Linked DNA regions of Mus musculus: regions 1, 2, 3 and 4 are each linked to region 5. The links are chromatin contacts, called in public ChIA-PET, HiChIP or PLAC-seq and promoter capture Hi-C maps. All regions are on one chromosome and are shown on one strand. The core of a region is the stretch at or near the end of the contact, and the rest is flanking DNA. Distances in the headings are between cores, read along the strand shown. Region 1 holds the start of Khdc4 (KH domain containing 4, pre-mRNA splicing factor). Region 2 holds the start of Msto1 (misato 1, mitochondrial distribution and morphology regulator). Region 3 holds the start of Rit1 (Ras-like without CAAX 1). Region 4 holds the start of Kcnn3 (potassium intermediate/small conductance calcium-activated channel, subfamily N, member 3). Region 5 holds the start of Fam189b (family with sequence similarity 189, member B).

Region 1 (2,700 bases), core at 102-2,601, 500 kb before region 5:
CGTCCTGCAATTCTTTCCCAAGTCAAAAAAGCCAAAGACTCTTTGGAGTCTAGCCCTAAAAGATCAAGGGAGCACCTCTCACACTAGTGTGGTTGACACCACAGAGCAGTGTCTTCATCCCTACCACAAATGTATATTTATTTATTATGTGCCCAAACTCTCTATTATTTAGCTTTTAAGTGAATTTTTTTTTTTTTAAAGATTTATTTATTATTATATGTAAGTACACTGTAGCTGTCTTCAGACACTCCAGAAGAGGGCGCCAGATCTTGTTACGGATGGTTATGAGCCACCATGTGGTTGCTGGGATTTGAACTCTGGACCTTCGGAAGAGCAGTCGGGTGCTCTTACCCACTGAGCCATCTCACCAGCCCCAAGTGAATTTTATTCTATGAATTATGTCGGAATGTAAGTATTTCTATAAGCTAGCATTCTGGGTTTGTTTGCTTTCTGTTGGAAGAATACTTGCATAAACGTTAAGGATCTGTTTTTCAGATTCACCCAAAACTCCTTAGAATTCAAAGCTTTTCAGTATATTGAAGAGGCAGTCAAGTGTAAACACACAGCCCTCAGAGAAGGGGATTTCATAACTTTTGATTTTTAATCTCCATTATGACAGTTCTTAGATCAGAGAGCAACTTTCCTTGTGTGCTCCAGGGATCTAACTTACATCGTTGTTTGTCTACTAGCACCTTCGTCTGCAGGGCTATCTCTCAGTCCCTGGCTTCGTTTTTTTTAAAAGCTCCACCTCGCTGAGCAGTTTTTCTCCAACTTTACTTGTTTTATAACAAGTTGTCCAAGTGCTTACGAGTTTGCCAAAACCAATGTTTTTGCTCATGGCCACCAGAACAGCCCCCCCCCCCCCATGCAGCGGGCTGACTGGAGCTTCCTATCCCTAAGGGTGGGTGGGTGGGGGACCCAAAACAAAACAAAAAGAGAAAGAAAGAAAAGGAAGTTGTGCAAATGACTTTGGAAAGAATCATTTCCTTTTTTCATAAGCTGAATCGAGAAGTGCGCTGAAGTCGCCGGCAGGGTTCTCCTCCGCTACAGGCTGGGACTCCACGTGAGCAAAGAGAACGCGGAGAAAGTCGGCTTCATTTTCTGACTTGTCTTCCAGGCAACTCGCTTGCCCACAATAAAAATGGATTCTCCTAGCCCGCAACTCGCTTTTAAACCAGGCCCAACAACCATTTTTATTAAGGGCAAGAGAGCAAGCCGGAGAGTCGACAGGCAGGCACTCCTGTCACTGAGACGCCAGACGCTTTAAATCACCGAGGGTCCAATCGGAATCAAGAGTCCTCACCGGACCCGCCTTACCTCACGGCCGGAAAAGGCCGTGCGTCAGCGCGTTGGGCGGAAGTGGCGGGAGGGCGGTGGTGGGTAGTTGGCGGGTGGTTGACTGGAGCAGGCCGCCATGTCCGCAGGGAGCGCGACACATCCTGCCGCTGGCGGGTAAGGGCTTCGCGGGCCAGGCTGGGGGCAGCGAGCACGGGCCCGGGGCAGGGAGACCGGCGAGGCTGCGTGTGGGCCGGACGGGCCGTCTAGTAGGACGCGTCCGGATGCCGAGGCCGGGGTTCTGGAGAGAATGTTGAGCTGGCCTCGGGCGCCCGGAAAGAGGCCGGCCGCGGTGCGAGAGGGAAGGGAGGGAACTCGGAGCCTTTTAGAAGGACGAGCCAAGGAGAAGGCGAACGCAGAGCGTTCCCGGCCGAGCCGAGTCTCCGGATGGAAGTGACTGGAAAGGAAATGTTTCGTAAGGGGATCGGAATAAGGGGAGTGGGACTGAGCTTTAGATAGGAATCTCGGGCACGTCTCGGGACCATGGCAGGCGACGCGGGATGGAGTGTACGAAGGGGGAGACTACACAAAGGAAGGCCGTGGGCCTCAGGATTTCCCTTTTCCTACCTGTAGGCGCCGCAGCAAATGGGATCAGCCAGCGCCAGCTCCGCTTCTCTTCCTGCCGCCAACGGCCCCAGGTGGAGAAGTCGCTGGCAGCGGGGCGAGCCCCGGGGGCGCCACCACCGCCGCCGCTCCTTCAGGAGCCTTGGATGCCGCCGCTGCCGTGGCTGCCAAGATCAATGCTATGCTCATGGCCAAAGGGAAGCTGAAACCATCTCAGAATGCGGCCGAGAAGGTATTGCGAGCGCTAGACGCTCTGCGCTTCGGGATTTTCTTTTTCCTCCCCTTTCTTCACCTTTCAGTTGCTTGGTCATTGGGGTTAATGAAGATGAAACCGGTTAGAGTGAAGATCACGTTTGGGAGTATTTAGATGATACCTTGTTAAATTGTTCCTGCAAGGCAATGAATGGGCTTTGGTTTTTTTGTTTCAGGCAGAGACTCTGTATATTTAGACCAGGCTGGCCTGCTTGCAGAGATGCCTCTTGCCTCTGACCCCCCAAGTGCTGTGCCCCATCATTGCATCCTGAAGTCAGGCAGTTTTAATTGATGTAGTTCCCTTGTTTTGTTTTTCGAGACAAGTCCACGTAGTCTTGGCTGTCCTGGAACCGTGGTTTAGCCTCGAACTAATGGGGAGATATCCGTCTCTGCCATCTACGTAGGATAAGGACATGCGCAGCCACCACCTGGCTGGTCTTGTTACTTTTATGGACTAGTTTTTGTGCTTAGAAACTTAAACTCAGTTTTTTTTTATGGATATTTGAGGCAATATGTTTTTGATCCATGAAGTTCTGGTATATCAAGTCA
Region 2 (2,700 bases), core at 178-2,677, 270 kb before region 5:
GACTCTTAACCTCTGAGCCAGTTTCTGGGTTCCCGCCAGTTCAGAGACAACGGTGCTTTTTCCAAAAACACTACTCTATGGCATTTACAGTGACTAGACACCTTTTACTGTGCATCGGAGAGCCACTGTGCTTGTAGCAGGTTTAAAGGTTTGGGACAGAGCCCCACCCCTCGTCATCACCTCTGCACTCAGAAGGCCCTGGAGGTTTGGGTTCTTTGGTTGGGCGTCATCTCTGTGTGTGCTGAGCTTCCCCTGCCTGAAAGAGTAAGAGTAAGCAGAGTTCTCCAGCCGTCTATGTACACACAGTGGGCCATGCTCACAGGAGCGGTACTTACCACGCTACTGCAGCCTCTAGCTGTCGGTCTCTGTAGAGGTTACCTTCTTCTTTTAGAGTGTTCAGACTACCTGCCCAGAAATGAAAGGCAAGGTTAAACCTAGGGGGTCATGTGATCAAGACTAAACTGATCACCTGTCAGGGAATATGGTGTGGCAGTTCCTCTCTACCTAGATGAGGTGTCCCTTTGTAGCCCTGAGTAGTTTCCAACAATACAGACAAATTGGTTTTGAACTCAGAGCTTCTACCTGCCTTGGCTGGGATTAAGGGCGTGCCCAACTACATGGCACTTGGATATACATTAGATGGGACAGGGAATATGGAATCCATCCTTCTCTCAAAAGCTGTGGTCCAGCCGGGCAGTGGTGGTTTACGCCTTTAATCCCAGCACTAGGGAGGCAGAGGCAGGCGGATTTCTGAGTTCGAGGCCAGCCTGGTCTACAAAGTGAGTTCCAGGACAGCCAGGGCTATACAGAGAAACCCTGTCTCGAAAACAAACAAACAAAAAAACAAAACAAGCTGTGGTCCGTCTGTAGGTGTGAGTGCAAGCAGCTTAACATTATACTGACAATTCCAGAGCCAGATCCTGAAGTAAACTTGCCTTTTCGACATCGTCGGGGGTTGTGCCCGATCCGGTATCTGAAGTGAACTGATGCTAGGGCCCTCGCACGCCACACGGGAAAACTTGGCTGAGCCCACCATCGCCTCACCTTTCAGATCCATTAGGATGAGTCGAGGCGTATAGGTTTCCTGGCCATGCAGTGTCCGGCCTGTTCTGTACAAGACGTCGGGGCACAGCTCGCCTGGCGACTCTTCGTCCTCGGCCATGCGTCCCAGCGCAGCATCCTGTAGGGGTCACAGGGCTGAGCGGAGGGGGAAGAGGGGCAGGGCCGGTACTGTCTGCGGGGAACGCCGGGCTGCCGCTAGGTGCCTGACCTGCTGGTTCCACCAGTGCGCCCCCACGAAACCCGCGAAATGTCCCAACTGCAGCGTGAGCACCTCGCGGGCCCCGCCCGCCATACCGCCGCTGCTCTTGGGCACTCCACTGCCGCCGCGGGCCCATCAGCCGGAGGGGGCGGCTCCCGCGCGAGCACGTGCTTTCCCGTTGGCCTCCCGATTCGTTGGTCTCCGAGGCCGCAGCTCACGCCCCGCCTCTTCCTCTTCTTGGAATGTAGGAAGCTGCCGCGATCGGCTGTTGTCTCTCCGTTCCTTCTGCGCCTCAGACTGTGGCGGGTCTGGCCAAGGTCATGGAAGGTTCTCTCACCTGCTTCTGTCTCTCTTCGCGCAGATGCCCCTCTCCTGTAGCTAATAATTCACGCGAGGGGATAAAAAAAATCTGAGGGGGAATTCGACTCCTCTGGATCCTCCCACTCACTTCCTTTTCCCATCTCTAATGTCCCAGCCCTGCTAAACCAGTGGGCTGGCCCCATGGTTCGGTTTCTGTTAGGTTCTGGGGAAGATTGTAGTCCCTTTCTCGCGTGTTCATGTAGTTTGATTGTACTTAAGTGCTCTTTTCATTTATTCTTTGACTTGGTTCGTTATTTTTATCTTTTTGAGATGGATTCTCAGTATGTAACCCCTGGCTGGCCTGAAATGACTGTGTAAAGCAGGCTGGCTTCAAACTCAAAAGAAATCAAGCCTCCACTTCCGGAGTGCTGGAATCAAAGGCCGTGCCACTGATAAGGTTGGGAACAGTCTTTTGTTTGCTTGTTTGTTTGTCTTGAGACAGGGTTTCTTTGTATAGCCCTGGCTGTCCTGGAACTCACTTTGTAGACCAGGCTGGCCTCAAACTCAGACATCTGTCTGCCTCTGCCTCCCAAGTGCTGGGATTAAAGACGTGTGCCACCATACCCGGCTGTGGGAACAGTCTTTTATGTTTTTATAAACGTTTGGCTATCCAATTTGTAGAGCGTTTCCAAGCCGCATGTGATGGCTGGAACCTGTAAGCCCTCCTAGGATGCGGAGAGAGATTATTCATCCTTGGCTCCGAAGCAAGTTGAAGGCTCACCTGACTGCATGAGACCATATCTAAGTTACAAAACAAACAAAACAAATTACTATTCCAAATGGCTTGCTCTGTTTCTTTTGGACCATCTAGTATTCACTTATGAATAAAATAAATGGGTCCAGGCAAAATCCTCGATGGGTTAAGGGGAGCTTGGGAGCTGCCAAGCCTGCAGACCAGAGTTCTAACCTGAGCACCCACAGGGTAGTACGGAACCAAATCCCTAGCTGTGTACATTATTCTGAACATAAGCACATTGCTAGTAAAATACTTAGAAAAATGCATCATATAGAACAGTATTTTAAAGAATGACTGCCTTTTAATTTTGAGATTTTTTTTTAGATTTATTTCTTTTTTTAAG
Region 3 (2,700 bases), core at 14-2,513, 470 kb before region 5:
GCCTGCAAATGGTCAGAAGAGGGTTGTGGATCCCCTGAAACTGGATGGTTGTGGGCCACTGTGTGGGTGCTAGCGACTGAATCCAGAAGCAAGAAGTGTTTTTTGTTTTTTTTTAAAGATTTATTTTGTTAATATATGTAAGTACACTGTAGCTGTCCTCAGACACTCCAGAAGAGGGAATCAGATCCTGTTGCGGATGGTTGTGAGCCACCATGTGGTTGCTGGGATTTGAACTCTGGACCTTCGGAAGAGCAGTCGGGTGCTCTTACCCACTGAGCCATCTCACCAGCCCCCGCAAGGAGTGTTTTTAACTACTGATAATCTCTCCTGAGCTCTGCTTTTAAGACAGGGTTTCATGTAACCCAATGTCGAATTTAGCTGGTATCCAAGGTGGCCCTTGTACTGCTTGGCACAGACACCTTCCAAATGCTTGGTTTATATGGATGTGCTTGCATCCTATCTGACTTGTATTTGTCTTAATAATTTTAAAATTTAAAATTCTAACTAGAGGGCTGGTGAGATGGCTCAGTGGTTAAGAGCGCCACCTGCTCTTCCGAAGGTCCCGAGTTCAAATCCCAGCAACCACATGGTGGCTCACAACCATCCGTAACGAAATCTGATGCCCTCTTCTGGAGTATCTGAGGACAGCTACAGTGTACTTATATATAATAAATAAATAAATCTTTAAAAAAAAAATTCTAACTAGAATAACTGGATACCGCGATCATCTGGTTTTGGTTTCAAGAGCTTTTGATGTAACAGCGTTTTTGGAAAATGAAGCGCTGCTTTGTAGCAAGTACCATACCTACCCTAATGTAATTCTGTATTTTGGAAAGATTGAGGGGGTGTGGGTTTGTTGTGCTGTACATCTGGTGACAGATATTTTCCCTCTACCAGCAGCAAATAGCCCTAAGTTAATCACTTTAAAAGTATCTGTTCGTGGCTGGAGAGATGGCTTAGGTGTTAAGAGCACTGCTCTTCCAAAGGTCCTGAGTTCAAATTCCAGCAACCACATGGTAGCTCACAACCATCTTAACAAGATCTGACATCCACTTCTGGAGTGTCTGAAGACAGCTACAGTGTACTTACATATAATAAATTAATAAATCTTTAAAAGTATCTGTTCGATTAATATAACATCCATTTTTGTAAGTGCAAGCCTTGAGATTCGTATGTGACCAGAGGGCTTAGCGAGTTAGAGTTAGGCGCGGGGCGGAGCAGAGTATCTGTCAGCTGTGGGGGCGGGGCTCAGGGTCATGCCCCGCCCACCGGCGCCATCTTCCAGGACCCGGGCGGGGCCCTGGGCTGTGGGGCGCAGCTGGGAAAGGAACGCGGGTTACCACCCGGCCTCAAAGCTGGTTTCAGAGGTACAGGCTCAGGTGAACAGGGCGGGGGGGTGACGGTGGCGGGAAAGGTGGTGAAGTGGGGGAGCCACGGCCACCGTGAAAGAACGTGACAGTGTCAGGCAGCGCTCTGCACTCATCCGGCTCCTTCCTACTGGCACGCTGCCTCAATCTGAAGTTTTAAGTTCTTTTTAGTTTTCTGGAAAAAGTAAGTTTGGACATCTATGATCTGTTTTAGGACTGAGACTGATTGTGAAGGGCGAGGATGTAGGGCTTCTTAGCGTTCTGCAATGAGCAGAGTAGGCCATGGTGTTTGGGGACGGAAGAAGGAGGCTCTCACTGTGGCCCACTGTTTCCATCCTGGATTGAATGTTCTGTGCCTTCTCCTCTAGGAGGCCTTTCCCAGGGGCCCAGGACTGCCCCGGAGGACAATGGAGTCCGGAGCTCGCCCCATTGGTAGCAGCTGTAGCAGCCCTGCAGCACTCTCCCGGGAATACAAACTAGTGATGCTGGGTGCCGGTGGAGTTGGGAAGAGTGGTAGGTAACCATTTCTGTTTGCCACACAACGTTTGAAAAGCAACCCAGATGGGTTACTGGCTCTTGTGCAAAATTGATAGCTAAAATACTTCCTGGTCACAGTGTCCTGAGTTGCATCTCTTGTTTTGAAGCCATGACAATGCAGTTCATCAGCCACCGATTCCCAGAAGACCATGACCCCACCATTGGTAAGTCAGCTCCTTGTTTATATTTCCAGATACAGCCTGGGAAAGTATCTCAATAGAGTTAGAGCTTAAAAAGTAATATTTATATCCTAAGCTTGTTTGTGTATGTAATTCATACTTACTTAGAGACCAGAATAAACATTTGAGTATTTATTTTAGACTTCATATGCACATTTATGCTATCTTTAGTCTTCAGATTACATTGGTAGACAAACTGTCTTTTTTATTTAAGGACATATAATGTATTGTTAGATTAAAGGAAAAGTTTAACGACCACTCAATGAAACCTTTTCTTGCTGTCACTGTTCAGGGTCTGACATGAGACTAACCCTGAAGGATGAGTCAGCTGGTTTGAACTTCCACAAAAGGAAGCAGAAAAACAAGTAGAGCCAGCCTGCTGAACTCTTAGAACCAATCTTCCACTTAGAGCTCTTCCTTTATTTCCTTATCCTTGCAGCTCATTATATAGTACTGTCTTCTCCTGTGTCTTTGTCATCTTTGGCTGTCATAGGTTGGTGGAATGCTAGTGGGGTAAATCTGTCTCCCTGACACCCCCACCTGGGGATGGAACCTGAGACTCTAGCCGAGCATACCATGCAAGGGCTCTGCCACATCCCCAGCCTTGTTTTCTCTTG
Region 4 (2,700 bases), core at 32-2,531, 340 kb after region 5:
CTCCCTCTTAGAGCCCAGGTGTGCCTAGAGGAATTCATAGCACTCCCCCCCCCAATTGCTAAGGCTGTCCCAATTAAAAATGGAAATAAATTCATCTCTGGTCTTGTCCCCTTGGAGAGTCTTCTGCACACAGTGGGAGTCTAATAAATACTTTATGAGGAGGAGTCTGAACCAGGGAAGCCAGCAGCTGTTTCCAGCTCTGACTCTCAGAGACCCATGGGGCAGATCAGACATGGAGCCACTGGGATTTCCAGTCGTCCTCATCGACCCTGAGGTGACTCCAGACCCAGCTGTTCTGGAAGAGGCTGGATCCAGGTTACTAAAACATCCTGCTTTGGGGAAGTTGGCTCTTCCTTGACAGATTCTCTTTGGCCCTTTCCCATCCATCATGTGGATACTATTTATTGAACAGCCACTGTGTGTTGATCATCATGGGGGGGGGGGAGCATCTAGGCAGCGGAAGAAGAGTGGTGGACTCAGGCTGATCTCTGCTCAAATCCTAGTGCCTTTAATTACAAGCTGGGTGACAAGAGCCATATTTCTTATCTGCGTGTGAGTGGGCTTCTTTTCTTTCCTTTTTCCTTCTTTTATTTCTTTTTTTAGGATGATGACGTCACTTCATAGGGTTGATGTGAGGATTGGAAATAACAGAGGCTCCTGTACACAGCGCAGGTGCTCTGACAGTGGTAGGTAGGTGAGCTTCTCCCTGTCAGGAGTGGGTCCCTTCTGCTTCTGTCAGTTTATGCTCAATGCCTCCCGGTGTTAATTTTCTTTGTAAAATATGAGCACAGTCCCTATCCCCTTGGGCTTTTGGAAGATGTACCTGGAATCCAATGTGTAAAACAACCTGTACAGATACTGGCTATTAATCAACGTTTGTCCTCCGGTCCCGGTTTCCCCAGCATGGTGACAGCTTCCCCTTTAGGGTGCTCTCGATCCCTTCCTTTCATCGCCCCAGCGCCAACATTCAGCCGGGATTGCTGTGGGCATCAGTATCCTGACCGTACCTTTCAGAGGAAAGAAGGCAGGTGCTCAGCTTGCGGGTGGAGTGTGGAGGGGTTGGAGTGGTAGTGGTCTTGGAGCAAAAACTACAGTTCCCAGCCCTCGTTGCGCTGCCACCCGGCGAGGAGCGAAGGATGGCAGGCCCCTTCTTGGAGGCGGAGCCTGAGAGGGAGGCGGAGTTTGGAGGGGTTGGAGAGTTAAGCCAAGCCAATGAAACCGCTGGCTAATAAGTGGGCTTGGCTTGCCATATAACAGTGTCAGGAGGAGGAGAGCGAAGCTATTGAGCCAGCGAGGAGTGAAGCTGAGTCTGCTTCATACACTCCTAGAGGACCGCCTTCAGAATAGAGTTCTTTTCGCCCCTTCCTCCTTCCCCCGGCTCCTCTCCTGGCTTTTCTACCCGCCCAATACAATGCATACTCGAGTGGCAGCCCCAGAGAACTGAAGCAAACCAAAGAGAGAGGACTGGAGCCAAGACACTTCTGGTGGGGAATCTTGGATGCCTGGCTTTCTTTGAGGTCATCTTTGGAACGAGGGTGGCTTTGGGGTGGAGGGTCGTGCTGCAGGGAACTCAGCCAGGCCCCAAGATGGACACTTCTGGGCACTTCCATGACTCGGGGGTGGGGGACCTGGATGAAGACCCCAAGTGTCCCTGTCCATCTTCTGGGGACGAGCAACAGCAGCAGCAGCAACCGCCACCACCGCCAGCGCCACCAGCAGTCCCCCAGCAGCCTCCGGGACCCTTGCTGCAGCCTCAGCCTCCGCAGCCTCAGCAGCAACAGTCGCAGCAGCAGCAGCAGCAGCAGTCGCAGCAGCAGCAGCAGCAGGCTCCACTGCACCCCCTGCCTCAGCTTGCCCAACTCCAGAGCCAGCTTGTCCATCCTGGTCTGTTGCACTCTTCTCCCACGGCGTTCAGGGCCCCCACTTCAGCCAACTCTACCGCCATCCTCCACCCTTCCTCCAGGCAAGGCAGCCAGCTAAATCTCAATGACCACTTGCTTGGCCACTCTCCAAGTTCCACAGCCACAAGTGGGCCCGGTGGAGGCAGCCGGCACCGGCAGGCCAGCCCCCTGGTGCACCGGCGGGACAGCAATCCCTTCACGGAGATAGCTATGAGCTCCTGCAAATACAGCGGTGGGGTCATGAAGCCCCTCAGCCGCCTCAGCGCCTCTCGGAGAAACCTTATCGAGGCTGAGCCTGAGGGCCAACCCCTCCAGCTCTTCAGTCCCAGCAACCCCCCAGAGATTATCATCTCCTCCAGGGAGGATAACCATGCCCACCAGACTCTGCTCCATCACCCCAACGCTACCCACAACCACCAGCATGCCGGCACCACGGCCGGCAGCACCACCTTCCCCAAAGCCAACAAGCGGAAAAACCAAAACATTGGCTATAAGCTGGGACACAGGAGGGCCCTGTTTGAAAAGAGAAAGCGACTGAGTGACTATGCTCTGATTTTTGGGATGTTTGGAATTGTTGTTATGGTGATAGAGACCGAACTGTCTTGGGGTTTGTACTCAAAGGTAGGGACTGTGGTTTCTCTTTATACATTCAACAAAAGGAGTATGTAGACGAGAGAGAGAGAGAGAGAGAGAGAGAGAGAGAGAGAGAGAGAGAGATTGATTTTGAGAGATTTCCTAACTTCCCATGTTTTTCTTCCATGGTCCTGTGAGAATTCCTTTCTTGCTTCCCTTTGTGGGG
Region 5 (2,700 bases), core at 52-2,551:
GGAGCATGTTCTTAGACCTAGGGGACTCCGGGTGAGCAGAGCCCCGGCAGAGTGGTCGGTCCTCACCCGTGCATCTTCCCACAGCGGCTGGGTGACTGCTCTGGTGGTGGTGGGATCCAAACCTGCCGTGGCGGTGCTCATGCTGCTCGTCGCCCTGCTCTTCACCGGCATCGCAGTGCTGGGAATCGTGATGCTGAAGCGGGTGAGGGCCGGTCGGGAGAAGGTGGGGCTGGGGAGTGAGATCATTGGGTCCCTAGGGGCTGCTGAGTGGAACATTAAGGAAATGGGGCAGGGCGGGTGGGTTATCAACTAATGGACTTTCTTGGGTGGGTGAGTTTGTGTGTTTGGAGGGAGTGCCAACGCAGAAGGAACGGTACAAAGCAGGAGACTAGTGAGTGGTGCCATCCTCCTGGGATGGGAGGGGCCTGCCTCCCTTATAATCTCTTCCCTCTTGCAGATCCACTCCCTGTACCGCCAAACGGGTGCCAGCTTTCAGAAGGCCCAGCAAGAATTTGCTGCTGGTGTCTTCTCCAACCCTGCGGTTCGAACTGCTGCTGCCAATGCAGCTGCCGGAGCTGCTGAAAATGCCTTCAGGGCCCCTTGACCCCTGCTGCACCCGCTGGGATGCCCTGGGCCTGTCACCTGTGGGAACCAAGATAGTCCCTATCCCTGAAGTCTCTGGGATTCAGGGAGCCATCACCACTTGGTGACTTCTATGGGGCTCTTCATTCCACAGCCATGACTTTAATCCTGACTTGAGGTGTGGAGAGCCCGCTGTGACTCAGTCATTATTTGCCTTTTATCTCCCATCTGGCCACACTGCTGCCGCCACCTCTCACACAACCCCAACCCCAGTTTCCTTCTGCTGTGCCAAGGATGTCTTCTTCCGTTATTTAAATTAAAGAAAAAAAAGTGTAACTGGAACTCACCCATTTCCTGTATCTTTACTGGAGATTGGGCCATTGTATGGAGTGGGGAACTGGGGTGGAAACACTCTGCAAGGAGAGGGTTGCACTTGGCAAAGTGGGCAGGCTGATAGGCGGGAGATGGGGGAGCCCCAGCTCGGTTTACCATGCCTCTGTTAATGATGAATGAGCAGTCAGTCCCTTTTGGTGTGAACACCTCATCCCGGGAACCTGTGGGGCAGAAAATGGACCCAGAAATGATCCTTAACTGCTCAGGCTTCAGGGCGAGGCTAGGGATGGAGGAGGGCCTCTCCCTATCTCCTCCCTTCCCCAGGGTTGCTTTCAGACTACAGCTCCCGGGATGCATTGCACCACCCACCACACCCCTCCTCCGCACCACGCACCATCCACCATCCCCCACCTCCACAGGCTGACCTGCTGCAGCTGGAGGAGCTAAGGAAGCCGAGCATGGTGGGGAGGGGAGCGGGTCTGCGACTCTGGAGACAGTTTCCACGGCCTCTCCCCACCAGGCGGCCCTGAATGGCCAAACGCACCTCTAGTTCCTGCATGCAGACCTTCCCCCTCTCTGTAGACTTGTTTGCATCCCTCTCGCTTTTGCCCTCCCCACCCTTGCCTGGGTTCCGGAACGCTACTCTTCAGTCTGGGATCAGCCCTTCTCGGCACCCCTCTTCATTAAGGAAATGCAATGAACCGGTGCCCTCGCGTCCTCATCGCCTCCCCGGGCACGGTACCCGTTTGGTGGTGGGGAGGGAGCCCCTCACTGTCCCTTCGTGACGCCCCTCCTTTGGGCCTCCTTCCAGCTGGCGTCCCTGGGCGATGCCCCAGAGGACCTAGCCAGGAGGTGGGCTTTACAGCGAGGGCTGTGGAAAGGATAAAGAACCAGGGCTTGGGTGCTTCTGAGATGCTCACAAGTATCAAGGGGGACCGAGCGAGGTGCGAGCAACTGGGCGGCAGGCATGATGCCCTCGCCCAGTGACTCCAGTCGCTCGCTGACCAGCCGGCCCAGTACCCGGGGCCTTACCCACCTCCGCCTCCACCGACCCTGGCTCCAGGCCCTGCTCACGTTGGGGCTGGCCCAGGTGCTCTTGGGCATCCTGGTGATAACCTTCAGCATGGTGGCCTCCTCTGTCACCACCACCGAGAGCATCAAGAGGTCCTGCCCATCTTGGGCTGGGTTCTCGGTGAGTGGGGTCCAAAGAGTATATAGTACTGGGGTGGGGGAAGCTTCTTAGGCCCCATCCCTCCTCACCTGCAAGCCCACATGGTTGTCTTTCCTTCTTCTCCCAGTCCTCTCCCTCCTTGCAGGGCTGGGTGCATCCTGTGGCAAGGGGCTCACTTAGGTGCTTCCCCTGCCAAGCTGAGCCTGTGCCCACTCTGTCCCTAGCTGGCGTTCTCCGGGTTGGTTGGCATTGTGTCCTGGAAGCGGCCATTCACTCTAGTGGTAGGTGCCAAGGCCCGATGCCCACTAGGAAGCAGGTGCCCAGCAGCGAAGGGGATTTACCCCCCCCCCCCCCGTTATGCCTCCCAGGAGCTTTCCAGTTGGTATAAGGCTAGCAGAAGCTGTCTGAGAAGAGGGTGGCTCATTCTGTGGAAGAGGGATGCTGCTGAAGGTCCCAGCCCTGAGATGCCACCTTCTTTCCCTCAGATCTCTTTCTTCTCCTTGCTTTCGGTGCTCTGTGTCATGCTTAGCATGGCTGGCTCTGTTCTCTCCTGTAAGAATGCTCAGCTGGCTCGGGACTTCCGAGAGTGCTCCATGGTGAGATTTGAGGAGGGA

The links. Promoter capture Hi-C pulls out the DNA fragments that hold promoters and counts their contacts. ChIA-PET counts read pairs in DNA pulled down with a chosen protein or histone mark. HiChIP or PLAC-seq counts read pairs in DNA pulled down with a chosen protein or histone mark.
Region 1: a contact with region 5 is called in an RNA polymerase II ChIA-PET map of memory CD8 T cells, with 36 read pairs. The contact joins the promoter of Khdc4 here to the promoter of Fam189b in region 5. A contact is called at or near these places in 13 of 39 promoter capture datasets (the C10 cell line, the SN4741 cell line, cranial neural crest and 9 more), 3 of 484 Hi-C or Micro-C datasets (CD8 T cells, nephron progenitors and regulatory T cells), 9 of 115 datasets of contacts at active chromatin or transcription factors (astrocytes, cardiomyocytes, craniofacial prominence and 6 more) and 3 of 9 other capture datasets (adipose tissue, liver and macrophages).
Region 2: a promoter capture Hi-C map of neural stem cells shows a contact between it and region 5. The contact joins the promoter of Msto1 here to the promoter of Fam189b in region 5. A contact is called at or near these places in 9 of 39 promoter capture datasets (the 3T3-L1 cell line, cranial neural crest, embryonic stem cells and 5 more), 1 of 484 Hi-C or Micro-C datasets (CD8 T cells), 7 of 115 datasets of contacts at active chromatin or transcription factors (the SCID.adh cell line, effector CD8 T cells, embryonic forebrain and 3 more) and 2 of 9 other capture datasets (adipose tissue and pancreatic islet).
Region 3: a contact with region 5 is called in an RNA polymerase II ChIA-PET map of memory CD8 T cells, with 16 read pairs. The contact joins the promoter of Rit1 here to the promoter of Fam189b in region 5. A contact is called at or near these places in 4 of 39 promoter capture datasets (the C10 cell line, cranial neural crest, hippocampal neurons and 1 more), 2 of 484 Hi-C or Micro-C datasets (both in embryonic stem cells), 3 of 115 datasets of contacts at active chromatin or transcription factors (astrocytes, effector CD8 T cells and memory CD8 T cells) and 3 of 9 other capture datasets (liver, macrophages and pancreatic islet).
Region 4: a contact with region 5 is called in a FOXA1 HiChIP or PLAC-seq map of pancreatic cancer cells. The contact joins the promoter of Kcnn3 here to the promoter of Fam189b in region 5. A contact is called at or near these places in 1 of 115 datasets of contacts at active chromatin or transcription factors (pancreatic cancer cells) and 2 of 9 other capture datasets (adipose tissue and liver).

Annotation. Positions count from the first base shown.
Region 1 is chr3:88,684,436-88,687,135 of GRCm38.p6, forward strand. It overlaps Khdc4 (KH domain containing 4, pre-mRNA splicing factor), which reads left to right and starts at 1,352. Exons shown (of 14, transcript NM_028814.4): 1 at 1,352-1,452; 2 at 1,909-2,131. The coding sequence starts at 1,415.
Region 2 is chr3:88,912,523-88,915,222 of GRCm38.p6, forward strand. Msto1 (misato 1, mitochondrial distribution and morphology regulator) reads right to left here and starts at 1,428. Exons shown (of 14, transcript NM_144898.2): 1 at 1,271-1,428; 2 at 1,045-1,180; 3 at 336-405; 4 at 181-256. The coding sequence starts at 1,354.
Region 3 is chr3:88,715,591-88,718,290 of GRCm38.p6, forward strand. It overlaps Rit1 (Ras-like without CAAX 1), which reads left to right and starts at 1,264. Exons shown (of 6, transcript NM_009069.4): 1 at 1,264-1,367; 2 at 1,736-1,880; 3 at 2,012-2,068. The coding sequence starts at 1,775.
Region 4 is chr3:89,518,883-89,521,582 of GRCm38.p6, forward strand. It overlaps Kcnn3 (potassium intermediate/small conductance calcium-activated channel, subfamily N, member 3), which reads left to right and starts at 1,282. Exons shown (of 8, transcript NM_080466.2): 1 at 1,282-2,522. The coding sequence starts at 1,587.
Region 5 is chr3:89,181,842-89,184,541 of GRCm38.p6, forward strand. Fam189b (family with sequence similarity 189, member B) reads left to right here and starts at 1,302. Exons shown (of 12, transcript NM_001014995.2): 1 at 1,302-2,107; 2 at 2,311-2,367; 3 at 2,572-2,682. The coding sequence starts at 1,883. Gm45927 (predicted gene, 45927) reads left to right here. Exons shown (of 19, transcript NM_001310017.1): 18 at 85-202; 19 at 458-929. The coding sequence ends at 604. Scamp3 (secretory carrier membrane protein 3) reads left to right here. Exons shown (of 9, transcript NM_011886.3): 8 at 85-202; 9 at 458-929. The coding sequence ends at 604. Gm16069 (a long non-coding RNA gene) reads right to left here and starts at 2,586. Exons shown (of 3, transcript XR_003954659.1): 1 at 2,176-2,586; 2 at 67-1,136.